Regions from separate parts of the Sus scrofa genome. Here region 2 is linked to region 1. A link is a contact called in public Hi-C data. All regions are on one chromosome and are shown on one strand. The core of a region is the stretch at or near the end of the contact, and the rest is flanking DNA. Distances in the headings are between cores, read along the strand shown.

Region 1 (6,280 bases), core at 457-2,956:
AAGCCTGTCGCACGCACATCTTTCTGAAAGCATTCCTGCTTTTCATGCGTTCGTTCACACACTCCCTCATTCATTCGGTGACTGTGTGCCGCATGCCGACCCCGTGCCAGGCAGCCAGTGCCCGCCTGGGCCTTCTGTCCTCTCAAACTCCTCCAACACTATTCTACACAACACCCTCTGGAGCCCTTCCCCAGTCAAAGAGCAGCACTGTCGCATCCCCACTTCCAAATTAAAGGACAATGTGGGCAAGATCCTGATGAAAGTCTGATTCCAAGGTTTCAGAGACACAAAGCCAGTGTGGACCAGGCACTGGAGGATGGGCCCCAACGTGCTCCATGACCAGCCCCGGGGCCCTGCCCAGGCAGCATGTGCTAAAGGTCAGGTCTGTGGGGCCCAGGTGCTCAGGGGCCTCAGGAGGAGACTGGTCTGCACCTGTGGGGCTCAGGCGACCAGGACCCTGATGCTCCAGAGCCTTTGGAGCAGGCAGGTCCAGCTGAGGGGGCCGGGCAGTTTCAGGGCACCTCTGGATCCCGCTTCTGGACCCAACCCCCCTGGGGACCCAGCCTGGGGGCCCTTCACTCCTCACAGACCACCTTTGAGGTCTGGGTACCTCTCAGGGACTCATTCAAGAGTCGTGACCTCCCTAGGGACCTGTCCAAGTTCTGGCTCTTATCACGGTCCTAGCCCTCCCTCAGAGCCGGCCTTCTTCAGTCCTGCCCCAGCATCCAGCTTCCTACGTGACCTACCTGGGTCACCCTTGGAGCCCGCCACATGGCACGGTCCCAGGGTCCCGGCCTCCTGGGAAGGGAGGGCTGTCCCAGGGTCCCAGAGGTGCTCGCGGTGCTTCCAGAATCCTGGCCGTACCAAGGCCAATGTTGGTGTCCCAGTCCTCCCTAGTGGGTTTAGCCTCAAGTCCTGATCTTTCCACGAACCCGTCCTGGGGTCCAGACTGCCCCAGTGACCCATCCTAAGGTCCAGGCCCTCCTCAGTGACTTGTTTCAGTGTCCCAGCAGTTCCTGGGTCCTGCCGGGTCCTGAGGTCTGGCCCTGCTCGGTGACCTTCCTCAGGGTCCAGCTCTCTCCAATTCCTGCTGGGTCCTAGGGTTCCAACCCACCACCGTGACCTAGAGTGGGGTTGGACCCAACTCCATGACCCATAGCACGGTTGGGATCTCCTAGGTGATCTGTCTCAGGGTCCAGAGATTCCTAGTCCTTTTCTGGGGGATCCCGAAGTCCAGACCTTCTCGGTACCCGTTCTGGGGTCCGGTCCTCCCTGGTCCCTCCCCGAAGACTCGTCCCGGGATCGGGCCCTCCCTGGGGTCCCAGTCCCCGGTGGGTCCGGCCCGGGCCTGGGCCTGCCAAGCCGAGTCGGGGCTCCGCAGACCGGGCCGACGAGGGCACAGGGGCGCGGGCAGGGGTTCGGAGCCTTCCGGGCCCGGACACAGGCAGAGGCCGCGGCCTGTGGAGCGGGCGCCGCGGACCAGGCCGGGCGGGGCGCGGACTCACTGACCTGCCGTCTCGGCTGCGGGCGAGCGGGGCGCACGCGGGGGCCGCGCCGGGAGGGGGAGGGGGCGCCGCTCCCTCTGGGTCCCCCCCAAGAGCAGGAGAAAAAAACCCGTCCGGAGTTTAAAACAAAGAGGCGGAAATGCCCGAGTGGAGCCGAACGCAGAGTCGGGGGCGCCGTGCTTGGAGCATGCGCAGTGCCCATCCCGGCTCCCACCCGGCAACCAGGACCGGGGCGGGGCCTGGAGGGGCGGGGCCAGAGGCGGGGGAAAGGGCGTGGTCCAAGGGCGCGGGCGCGTCCGGGCTGGGCTCCGCCCAGGGACTTGGGGGAGGCAAGGGCGCGGGGGCGGGATCTAGGGCTGGGGCGTGGCAGAGAATGTGGGTGCAGGCGGGGGGCGTGGTCAGAGAGAGATTGGAGGACGGGCACTGCTCAGAGACCCTGCAGGGGGCAGGGCGCTAGAGACTTGTGAGGGGTCGGGAAGGCGGGGCCGGAGATTGTGCCGGGCCTGGCGGAGGCGTGGCGCGATCCCCGGTCCGGGGGCGGGGAGGGGCGTGGTCGGAGGGCGGGGTCGGTGGCCGCGGCGCTAGGCGGGGGCGGGGCTGACGGAACGCAGAACCCTGCAGTCAGCTGGGCTCGAGCAGGGCTCTAGGACCAGGACTTTCCTCCGAGGGAGGCGGTCTCGTTCTTGCATTCCTATTCTTCCTGGGAACTAGCTCCTGGAAGGAGTAGGGTCGCCGCGGACAGAGATCGTCCTCCCTCCTGGACTCCCGGTCAGCCAGCAGCATGGCCGACTCCACAACCCATCCCTAGTCCACCTTTCTGCAGGCCCCGCCCTGGAGCTGTAAGCAGTGAAGGTGACGGTCCCGCCCCGCTGGGGTCCACACTGCGTAGGGGGCGCAGCGCGGGAATAACAGAGGAAAGTAAATGAGGTGTCCTGTGGGAAACAAGCCAGGTGGGGGAGGCTGTGGGTGTCCAGAGTTGGTTACGATAGAGGGTATAGCTCAGTGGTAGGGCATTTGACTGCAGAGTTGGTTACAGTAGAATGAGCGGGCACGGAAGGGATGCAGGGAGCAAGCCCTGCAAGTATAGGAGTTGGCAGAGGTTCACAGCGGGTCCAGACAGCCTCAGGCCCTGAGGTGGGTGTGTGTGTGAAGGGTACTTTCCAGAGACCAGCCTGAAAACCAGAGGGCACAGGGAGGCTGGAGATGAAGTCAGATGGCAGGGTCTCCGTGGAAGGCTGAACTGTGTCAGTGGGGGCAGGGCTGCATCAGAAGGCAGTGCTGGGGAGAGCCAGGGGCCTGCACCACGTGGTGCCGTGGAGGGCAGGCAAGGTGGAGGAATGGGCAGCTGCTGACCATCTGAGGAGGGTGATGTTGCTAGGCCCCAAGCTGGGGCCATCGGGAGGCTGGGGGCTGTAGGTGTGCAGCGTGAGCTTGCAGTGTCTACAGATGATGGGACGGTCAAGGGAGGGAGTGAGGGATGGGGGGCCACCCCAGTTGATCCTCCTAGTGGAGAAATGCAGGAGTTCAGGAGGCGCAGGGGAGAAAGACCCAGATAAAACAGCCTGGGGAGGAGGAGCCTCCTCCCAGGGGTGAGTGATGTCCTTTCGGCTGCAGGAAGGATGAGGGCAGTGAGGCCCCTCTGGGGCCATGGCCAGTGGAGTGTGGATGCATCGTTGGAGTGAAAACAGATTGTTCAAAGGAGGAGGAGAAATACAGACAACTTTTCAAGGCAGTAGATGGAAGCCACAAAGGGAACGAGGCATGCCAGAGAAGAAGGCTGTTTTCTATCTGGGCTGGAGCCCTGGCAACGTCAGTGGCTTTGACTGGGTACACTGGGACAATGACCATGCCGTGTGAGCCCAGGCTCCCAGATCCAGGGGGGCAGCTGGCAGGACTTCACACTGGGGGGGGAGGGGGGCAGACCCTGATGCATGGTCTCTTCTAGCTGCTTCTGTTTCCTGGGCATTCAGATGACCCGGATTGGAAGTGGATGCCCAGGGGACAGCAGACCAGGAGCAGCCCTGGGCTGAGGGTAAGGTAACACCAGGCAGTCACCTGACAGCTGTCTGACACTGTGGCCACCTGTCTGCAAATGGGGGAGAGCCAGGAGCAAGTAGATGAGGCATGGCAACAGTTCCAAATTCGTCCCAGGCCCAGGGTCTCTTGCTGAGGGTGCAGACCAGACATCTGGGCTACCCACCCATTCTCCCTGGGGGACCTCATCGATTACTGCATCCCGGACCTTGACCCTGATTCTCTGGCTCCTGTGTCCAGCTGTGTGGCCACATCTCTAATGTCAGAATGTCAACTCCTGACCTTCCCATGGCCCTCGCTGCAGAGAAAGTGGACTCCTTCCCACCTGCTGAGCGGCAATCCTCCCTCCCACGCCCACACTTGCTGTCAGTAGACTCCTCAGAATCCACCACGGCTCCTCCACCCCACTCCCAAACTGGTCCAAGGCCCTGGATTCCCCCAGTTGGTGCATCACCTCCAGGCTGGCCTCCTGCTTCCTTCCTCGGGCCCCAAATCTATCCTCACCATGAAATAGTAAGTCTCACAACACGTTAGCGGAGGAATGTCCCTGCTCTGCCCAGAACCCTCCAGGGCTTCACTCAGAGCAAAAGCACAAGAGTCGGGGGTCACAGGGGGCCCAGGGACACCTGCGATGATGGAAATGCGTGTTGGGTGGATGGTGGTGATAAGCTCCTGGGTGTACATCTGGGTCAGAACTCACTGAAGCATACAGGTTACATTGTGTGATTACACCTCAATAGGGCAGAACAGAAAGAGGGAACCAAAAACCAGATATAAGCAGTGAGAGGAGACCCCCCACCCACCTGCCCACACCCCCTCCTTCCCCAGAGGCGTTGTCCTCCCTTCTCTGCCACTCAAGCACCCCCCCAGAGTGCCCGTCTTCTCTGCCTCCCCCAGGGCCATCCTCTCTGGTGGGCCATTCCAGGCTGCCCCCCTGAATAACCAAATGGAATAAAACGGGCTCTCTCGGCCACGTGCGTCTCTGCTCATCCTTTTAGCCCGACTCCTCAGAAGAGCTGTCTACACTCGCCCCCGCCCCAATTCCCCTTCCCGGGCTATCTCTTAACGGCTCAGCCTCCCCCGGTAAAACACTCTGGCCCAGGTCACCCCGGATGTCGTGGGCTGCGTCCACAGCCACCGTCACCTCCATGACCCCCTGCACTGCTCTCTCCTGGGAACGCTTTCCCCTCAGCCCATTCCCGTGTTCTGCCCTCTGACTGGCACCTTCTCAGCCCCTCAGCCATCCTCCTCTCCTGCCCCTACGGTCACTCCTGGCCAGCGAGCTCTTTGGCCGCATGGTTTTGAGCTCCGTCCAGGTGCTGGTGACCGCCAGCGTGTGTGCACCGAGGTGTCCCTCAGGGAACTGCAGACATTGCTCCCCCAGGCCCGGGGCAGACCGCTTCCTCATCTTCCCATCCCAGCCAGGGGCAGCGCCGTCTTCTCCGCTACTGGGGGCACACATCAGCACTCCTTCCTGATGCCCCCTCTCTCCGTTTTCCCACACCCAGTTTATGGGCAAATGCTGTCGGCTCTATCTTCAGACGCGCCGAGGTGCAGCCCAGGCTCTCCGCCTCTGCAGCTGCTGCCCCAGCCACAGCCTCTCCTGAACAGAGCAGCCGAGGAGCCAGCCCCTCGACACCTGGGTCAGAGTGCGCCAGGCCTTTGCTTAGCAGCCGGCAGCTGCTCCGAGTCCCCCAGGGCTGCCTCGAGCCTGCATCCTGCCCCACCTCTGGCCTGGCCTCTGTTGCTCTCCTGTCACTTCCTCCAGCCACATGGCCCCTCAACACTCCTGGACTTGCTGGGCCCTCGCGCCTCAGGGCCATGGCTGAGCTACTCTCAGGCTTTCCTGACCGCCCATGTGGCTCCCCCCACCCTCTGCCGGGTGCTCAGATGTCTCCCAAGGCCTCTCCTGACCAACCTGGCAACAAAACCCCAGCACTTGACAACCTACCCTCCTGTCGAGACTCTAGTCACATGTATTGTTGGTGGGGACAGAAGGGAGGTTGAGAGTATCCAGCGAGATTACATGGGTATTTATCCTCTGACCCCGCAATCCCCAAGGAAGAATTTAGGCCAAAGATACACTGGCAAGAATGCAAAGGCAGGAACAGGGCTAATAACGGAAATGGAATTTATACTAGAAAAAACTGGAACAGTCCACGTGGCATCAAGTGCGAGTAATTAACAAACCACTGAATCTCCACACAGGGGTTCTTGCAGCTGTATAAGAGCTTCAGACACCTGTATGTGCCATCAGGGGTCACCTCCAGGATGGTGGCCAGGGCCTGTCACTGAGACAAGCAGGACAAAAAAGGATAGTCAGCCTGCTACCATTAGCCCAGAATAGGGGGCTTACTGCATGTTTCACTTATTTGCCTGTATCAGAAATCCATGTGGATTCTGTGAAGGTGGTGGCAGTAGCAGGACTACTGCATGTGGACATTCCTAGGCTAGGAATCGAATTGGAGCTGCAGCTGCCTGCCTACACCACAGCCACAGCAATGCAGGATCCAAGCCGTGTCTGTGACCTACACCGCAGATCACGGCGATTCCAGATCCTTAACCCGCTGAGGGAGATCGGTGAAGGAACCAGCATCCTCATGGATCCTAGTCAAGTTCATCACCATTGAGCTGCAAAGGGAACACCTGAAACGTTTCTAAAAGAAATAATAAGACCTAAATGAATGGAAGGACATCTATGTTCATGGATGGGAGATGATATTGTTAAGATATCAACATTC
Region 2 (5,839 bases), core at 2,695-5,194, 55 kb before region 1:
AGGCCCAAGAAGGCCATCCCACCGGGCTGTGGGGATGAACCGGAGGAGGAGGACGAGAGCATCCTGGACACGGTCATCAAGTACCTGCCTGGACCACTGCAGGACATATTCAAGAAGTAACAGCCACGGAGCCGGACAGCAGCTCGCCCGAGCCCGGAGCCCCTGCCCCCTCGCCCACCCCCAGTCCTGCCCTCCGCGGAGGCCCCTGAAGGGATGTCGGGAGCAGAGTGCAGCCCTCCAACACCAGTATAAGCCATAGTCCTGGGTCTTTCCGCCCCATGCCCCCCTTATGCCTTGGGAGCCTCTGCCCACCTCTCACCCCACCCCATCCCCGCACTGCCATCGCCACTACCACCGAGGGAGGGGCACCCTACCGCCCCACCCAGGGCCCCTGCGGTCTGCTGGAGGCTCTGGGGACCAGCCCACGTGCTCGTCTGGCAGCAGGTGGGTTGGACCCTCCCCCAGAGCCTGGGAAGCCCCTTTCTGCTCCAGCCCTTCACCACCCACCCAGCAGGGCCCTTGGCCAGGGCCACCTTAAGGGCCAGTCCCTCGACCACCTCTGCGTTGGCGGGCGCAAACTCAGGAGCACAGCCATAGTAGGGGGCAGCGGTCGTGCAGGCTGGGGTGGGGGTAGGAGAGGCCAGCAGCTGGCCCGGGCTCACTGCCTGGGATCAGCCTGGCCCCCCCAACCCCTCCCCCGCACTGACACCTGGGTTGCTGTATCTGTGTCTTCCTAGTGCTAGTCCCTAGTGCCTGCCCTCCACCTCCGTCCATCTGCACCCCTTACCTTCTTCGTCCAGCTGTCTGCCCTCCCGGCCCTCTTCTTGTCCACTCCTCTGGAAGCCTTCGATTCTGAGGAATGCCAGGGCCTGCGCTCTCCCCCACCAAGGGAAACACAAAGTGACAGGCTTGGGAAAGCCTCAGATAGGCGCTCATGCAGCCCCATAACTCCAGCTCCCCTGAGTCTGTCGGCCCGGCTGAGCCCAGCCCCACTCCCCTTCCTGGTTGCCATGACCCGTGTCCTCCGAGGCTGCTCTGGGGGTGGAGTGTCCTGCCCTCACCCTCTGAACACCCACACCTTCGCCCAGAACCGGGAGGAGAAGCAGAGCCCTGGGGACCGGGCGCTGGGTGCCCGCAGAAGCAAGCGGAGTCAGAAGGCCCGCCCCTGTCCTGTGCCGTCCCTGCGCAGATGCAGGCCCTCGAATTGGGGTTGGCGCCCCTGCCACTTGGGCCAGCCGGGGTCAACAGAAACAGCCAAGGGCCTCCCAACCCTCACGTTTCCTCTACCTTCGTTTAATTTGCATCACAATATGTCGAATCTCAGGTAATTGAGGTCTTACGTATTTGAGGAGTTTTATCGTGACAGGAAGCCTCTCGCCTCAGTCCCTGGGGCCTTTTCTGTCTCGTCGAAAATTCATCGTGTCCACGTGTCGCGGGCCAGGGGCGCGGGCCTCCCTAGCTCTTTAGAGAAGCCATACGACTAGACGCAATACGAACCACCACCGCCCCCCAGTTCCCAGCCGCGGGCGCGCCCCGCCTCCTCCCGGTCCCACGTCTTTTTTAAATGCCTGTTTTCACACGTTAAAAAGCCAGCTCTGAGCAGACAGGGCGCTATCTCTAGAAACCCCGCATCCTGCTCCGGGCGCGTGGGACGCCCAAGCAGCCGAGCTTAGTGTAGACCGTGGATGTCCCCGTCGTCTGTCCTGGCGCCCGTGACTCCTCCTGCATGCGGGGGCCTCTCCAGATGGAGTCACAGCCAATAAACACCACAGTGATTTCACGCGCGTGGCCGTCTGGAGTCCTCTTTCCCCCCGGAGGCAATGGGGCTGGGAGGGGCCCCGGGGTGCAGCCGAGGTCCTGCTGGATGGTTGGTCCCCACTTGCCCCCCCAGGCCCTGCCAAATAGGCCCAGCCCACCCCACCCCCTTCGCGGGGGCAGCTCTGAGGGCTCCCCACAGCCCTGACCTGGACTCCCTCCGCAGACCCTTTCTCCCTAAGGCTGCCCCGCCCGACTCGACATCCGCAGACCGGGTCCCTTTAGGGCCCCAGCCCCGCAAGTCTCCCCCATCTCTGGCCTTTCCTGTCCCACAGCCCTTGGGGCCCTGGTCCCACTGTGCTGACCACACTTGTCCCCCCACCCCCACCCCCTCCCCACTGGGCTGGGCCCAGAATGCTGCCCCTTTGCCTCTGCCTCAGAACTTGGCCAGCTGATCCAGGTTTTGGGCTCTACAAGCCACCGCCCCAGCACGGCTGCTCTGAGAAGGGGCACACCGAACTGCACCCCCGCCCCCGCCTGGCCTGAACTCCTCTCAGTGCTGAGCAACCCGGATTGCCAGTGACCTGCATCGCCTTCCCTCGGGAGCCCCGCGGCCCTTCCTCAGTGCCTGGTGGGGCAGATCTCTTTGCAGAGGGGTCCGCGGGCTCCAGGGAGAGGCACCCCTTTGCCTGATGCTTGCTGAACCCCCACAACGTGCAGAGCCCCGTTCTAGGCACCAGGGGTAATTGAGGTTCCTTTCTCCTGGGACTGATTTTTCCAGCGGCAGGAGGCAGAGGGGATGGTGAGGGTCGCTGTTTCCCTCTGAAGATGTGATGTGTGCACACAGAGGGAGCTCTGCAGGCCTCTGATGGAAGTGCATTCCAGGCAGAGGAATGGCAGTGCCAGGGCCCTGAGGCGGAAGCTGGCTGAGGACCTCAGAGTGGCCCTGGGACTTCTGCCACCACGCCCTTGGCTCTGGGCTTGCTTTAGGACCACTCTGCCTCTTTGTAGTCTCTTTCCTTTCAGAGCATTCATTTAACTCTATAACAAAGCAGACCACACTTCCTTCAGGGAAGTCCTCCATGCCTCAGGTAGGCAGGCAGATCCTCTGGAGCCAACCTGGGGCCGTGTTCTGCTCGGCATTGCTGTCTCTTAGGCACCTGGAACTGCTTGAGTCACAAGCCACTTAGCTATCAAGGCTGTCAGGACACTTTTTTTTTTTTTTTTTTTTTTTTGTCTTTTTGCCTTTTCTAGGGCCGCTTCTGCGGCATGTGGAGGTTCCCAGGTTAGGGGTCTAACCGGAGCTGTAGCCGCTGGCCTACACCAGAGCCACAGCAACACGGGATCAAGCCGTGTCTGCAACCTACATCACAGCTCAGGACAATGCCGAATCCTTAACCCACTGAGCAGGGCCAGGGATCGAACCCACAACCTCATGGTTCCTAGTCAGATTCGTGAACCACTGAGCCATGATGGGAACTCCCAGGACACGTTTTTAAAGATCTGGCAATTAAGGACCATTTTGTTTTGCTGTGCTAATCCGCAGCTAGACAAATCCTGCTGTCCACAATCGCTGCCAGCGGGTCTCAGTGAACCCTGGGTGCAGGCCACCTGTCCACACAATTTGGAGCCGACCTCCACTTCTGCCTCAGCCGGTTCTCATCAGGTCCTAAAGGAGGGACAGTCTCCGGTGAAGGGTGGGATGGGATCCCTCGGAGCCGGTGGGATTCAGGCCGTCGACCTGGGGCCGGGCTTGGGCACGATTGGGTGGGGTGAGAATGCGAGTCAGGCTGGGGGGGCGGGGGGGTGGGACCAGGGGCAGGAGCCCAGGCAGGATGCGGGGGGCGGGCTCGGGTGGGGTGGGGTGGAAGTCGGGCTTGGGGGGGAGGGGGGAAGCTGACGATGGGGCGGGACCGGAGGAAGGATGAGGGAAGCGGGCTGAGGGGCCGAGCTGGGGATCCGGCTGCAGCAATTCCTGGCTAGGGCCGGCCGACACGTGCGTGGCCTGGAGGATTGAAGGGCCTCAAGGAAAGACACCGCCCAGCGCCACTCAAACTGGGCGCTGAGCCTAGGCGTCGGGGCCAGGAGTAGGCCCCCTGGTGACCCCGGTCCCGCCCCCACCTCATTCCACCCCGCCCCTGGCCGGCCTCAGCCAATCAACGCGTGCTAAGTCATGCGGCTGCGATTGGCTCCCAGAAGGTCACGTGGCAGAAACCTAACAAATCGGGGCCCGGGAGACGCCAAAGAAGGAAGGGCGGCAGCCGCAGGGGTGTCCTCGGGATCGATTACCTAGTGTCTCCCCGGCGCTCTCCGGTCCCTCCCTGTGTCCTCTCGTCCTCCCGGTGTCCTCTGAGCCCCCGCGTTGGGAGGGCTGGGACAGAGAACCCAGCTGAGCCAGGACCAGGAACGGGACTACCTGGTTGCGGGGTGGGGCTGGGCCGGCGCAGCGCGGTCCAGGCGGGGCGGGCACTGGAGAGGAGATGCGCCCAGCCTGGTGCGCACAGGTCGTCCAGGGACGGGACAGCAGAGGATCACCACCTCCCGGTGGGGTCATTCCTCCCGGCCACCGGTGGGGTCATCCCTCCCGGCCATCGGCCCTGCCCCGGACTACCCTCACCCTTCTCCCCCGCCCCCCAGCCCCAGTTACAGGCGGTGAGGGTGTGAGGCCCAGGAGCTGGAGGTGAGGAGGGGGCTAGGGCATCCATTTGGCTCTAGCAGCCAGTGCCGGCCGTTGGTGGGTCTTTACTCTGCTGCGTGAGGCTCGGGGAAGAACTAGAATCCTACATTGCTCGTCCCTGAGGGTGGGGCCCCCACAATGCTGAGCACCAGACCCCCGTGGTGCCCAGGGTGATTTCTCTCAGCCCCAGAGGGTGAGGCATGGAGTGGAAGTTTAGTTTGGTTTCTGCAAAATAAACGTGTTTCTTGCACCCTTGAGTACGTTGAGATTTAGGCAGAGGATGATGCCAGTGAAGAGAGGTGCCCAGCCTGACTGAGGGAAAGGCCTGGAAGCCTGGGATGAACTGGGTGAGATCCTGGCAGACACTCCTGGCTGCCACCCTCCTGAAGCAGGAGACCCAGTGCCAGGGGTAGCTCCTGGGTACAGCCCACGTCATTCCCTCCCTGGCTGTCTCCTCAGGGCCCTCTGCAAAGAAGCCTTCTTGGAAAGACAAATGCTAATGAGTTGTTGACTGGCCTTTGAACCTGGCCCCCAAGCCTGGTCCCAGCGCTGACCTTTATTTTATTTTTTGGCCATGCCCACGGCATGGAGAAGTTGCTGCCCAGGGATCAAACCTGTGCTACAGCAGTGACCTGAGCCACAGCAGCGGCAATGCCAGATCCCCAACCCAGTAGGCCACCAGGAAATTCCACCCTGACCTTTAAACTGCCTCAATCTGCAGCTGAGTAGCACTGATGCACCTGCTCCTGCAGAGAGCTCTGGCCCATAAGGATGGCACCTGCTCTGTGTCCAGGTGCCCCAAACCCCTGATTCTCTCCAAGGAGTCCTACATTCTAGGGTGCATCAGCCAGAAGTCAGCCTCTGTCTGCACATGTCCACACAGTCCTGCTTAGGGCCCAAGAAGGGGTCTCACCCTGTCACACCTCTTGACCCCTCCCTCACCCACCCATGTTGAGGCCAGACAATGAACAGGGGCCGGGCCTGGCTGGACCTTCCAGGTTCAGACGGGAGACTGACAGTCCATACAAATTCTCTGACTTGCAGCTAATCCTCATGCAGTGAGCAGAAATAAAGTTCAATAAATAATCAAAAATCGGGAGTTCCCATTGTGGCTCAGCAGTAACGAACCCAACTAGGATCCATGAGGACGCGGGTTCGATCCCTGGCCTTGTTCAGTGGGTTCAGGATCCCTCGTTGCCGTGACCTGTGGTGCAGGTCGCAAATGCGGCTTGGATCCAGCATTGCTGTGGCTGTGGTGGAGGCTGGCAGCTGCAGCTCCTATTCTACCCCCAGCCTGGGAATTTCCATGGGCCCCACAGGTGCAGCCCTAAAAACACACACACACACTCAAAACTCACCACTGAGGAGGCATTTGGAGCTGGCTGGTGCAGGAAGCCTGGAAGTAAG

The links. Hi-C and Micro-C count contacts between places; a contact is called where the count stands out from the background.
Region 2: a contact with region 1 is called in a Hi-C map of skeletal muscle, with 5 times the contacts expected there. The contact joins the enhancer-like site here to the promoter of PCGF3 in region 1. A contact is called at or near these places in 9 of 47 Hi-C or Micro-C datasets (embryonic fibroblasts, fetal skeletal muscle, heart right ventricle and 4 more) and 1 of 2 datasets of contacts at active chromatin or transcription factors (alveolar macrophages).

What each region holds. Positions count from the first base shown.
Region 1 is chr8:135,862-142,141 of Sscrofa11.1, reverse strand. PCGF3 (polycomb group RING finger protein 3) reads right to left here and starts at 1,706. Exons shown (of 10, transcript XM_021100828.1): 1 at 1,510-1,706.
Region 2 is chr8:193,821-199,659 of Sscrofa11.1, reverse strand. CPLX1 (complexin-1) reads left to right here. Exons shown (of 4, transcript XM_021100829.1): 4 at 1-1,782. The coding sequence ends at 120. Among named protein-coding and RNA genes, the nearest start is that of CPLX1, 35 kb to the left of the region's middle. Within about 2 kb of position 3,944, at least 72 of the 83 cell types and tissues checked have an H3K27ac peak or open chromatin away from gene starts, as enhancers often do. A contact at or near this core is called in alveolar macrophages, embryonic fibroblasts, fetal skeletal muscle and 4 more, where this site is marked.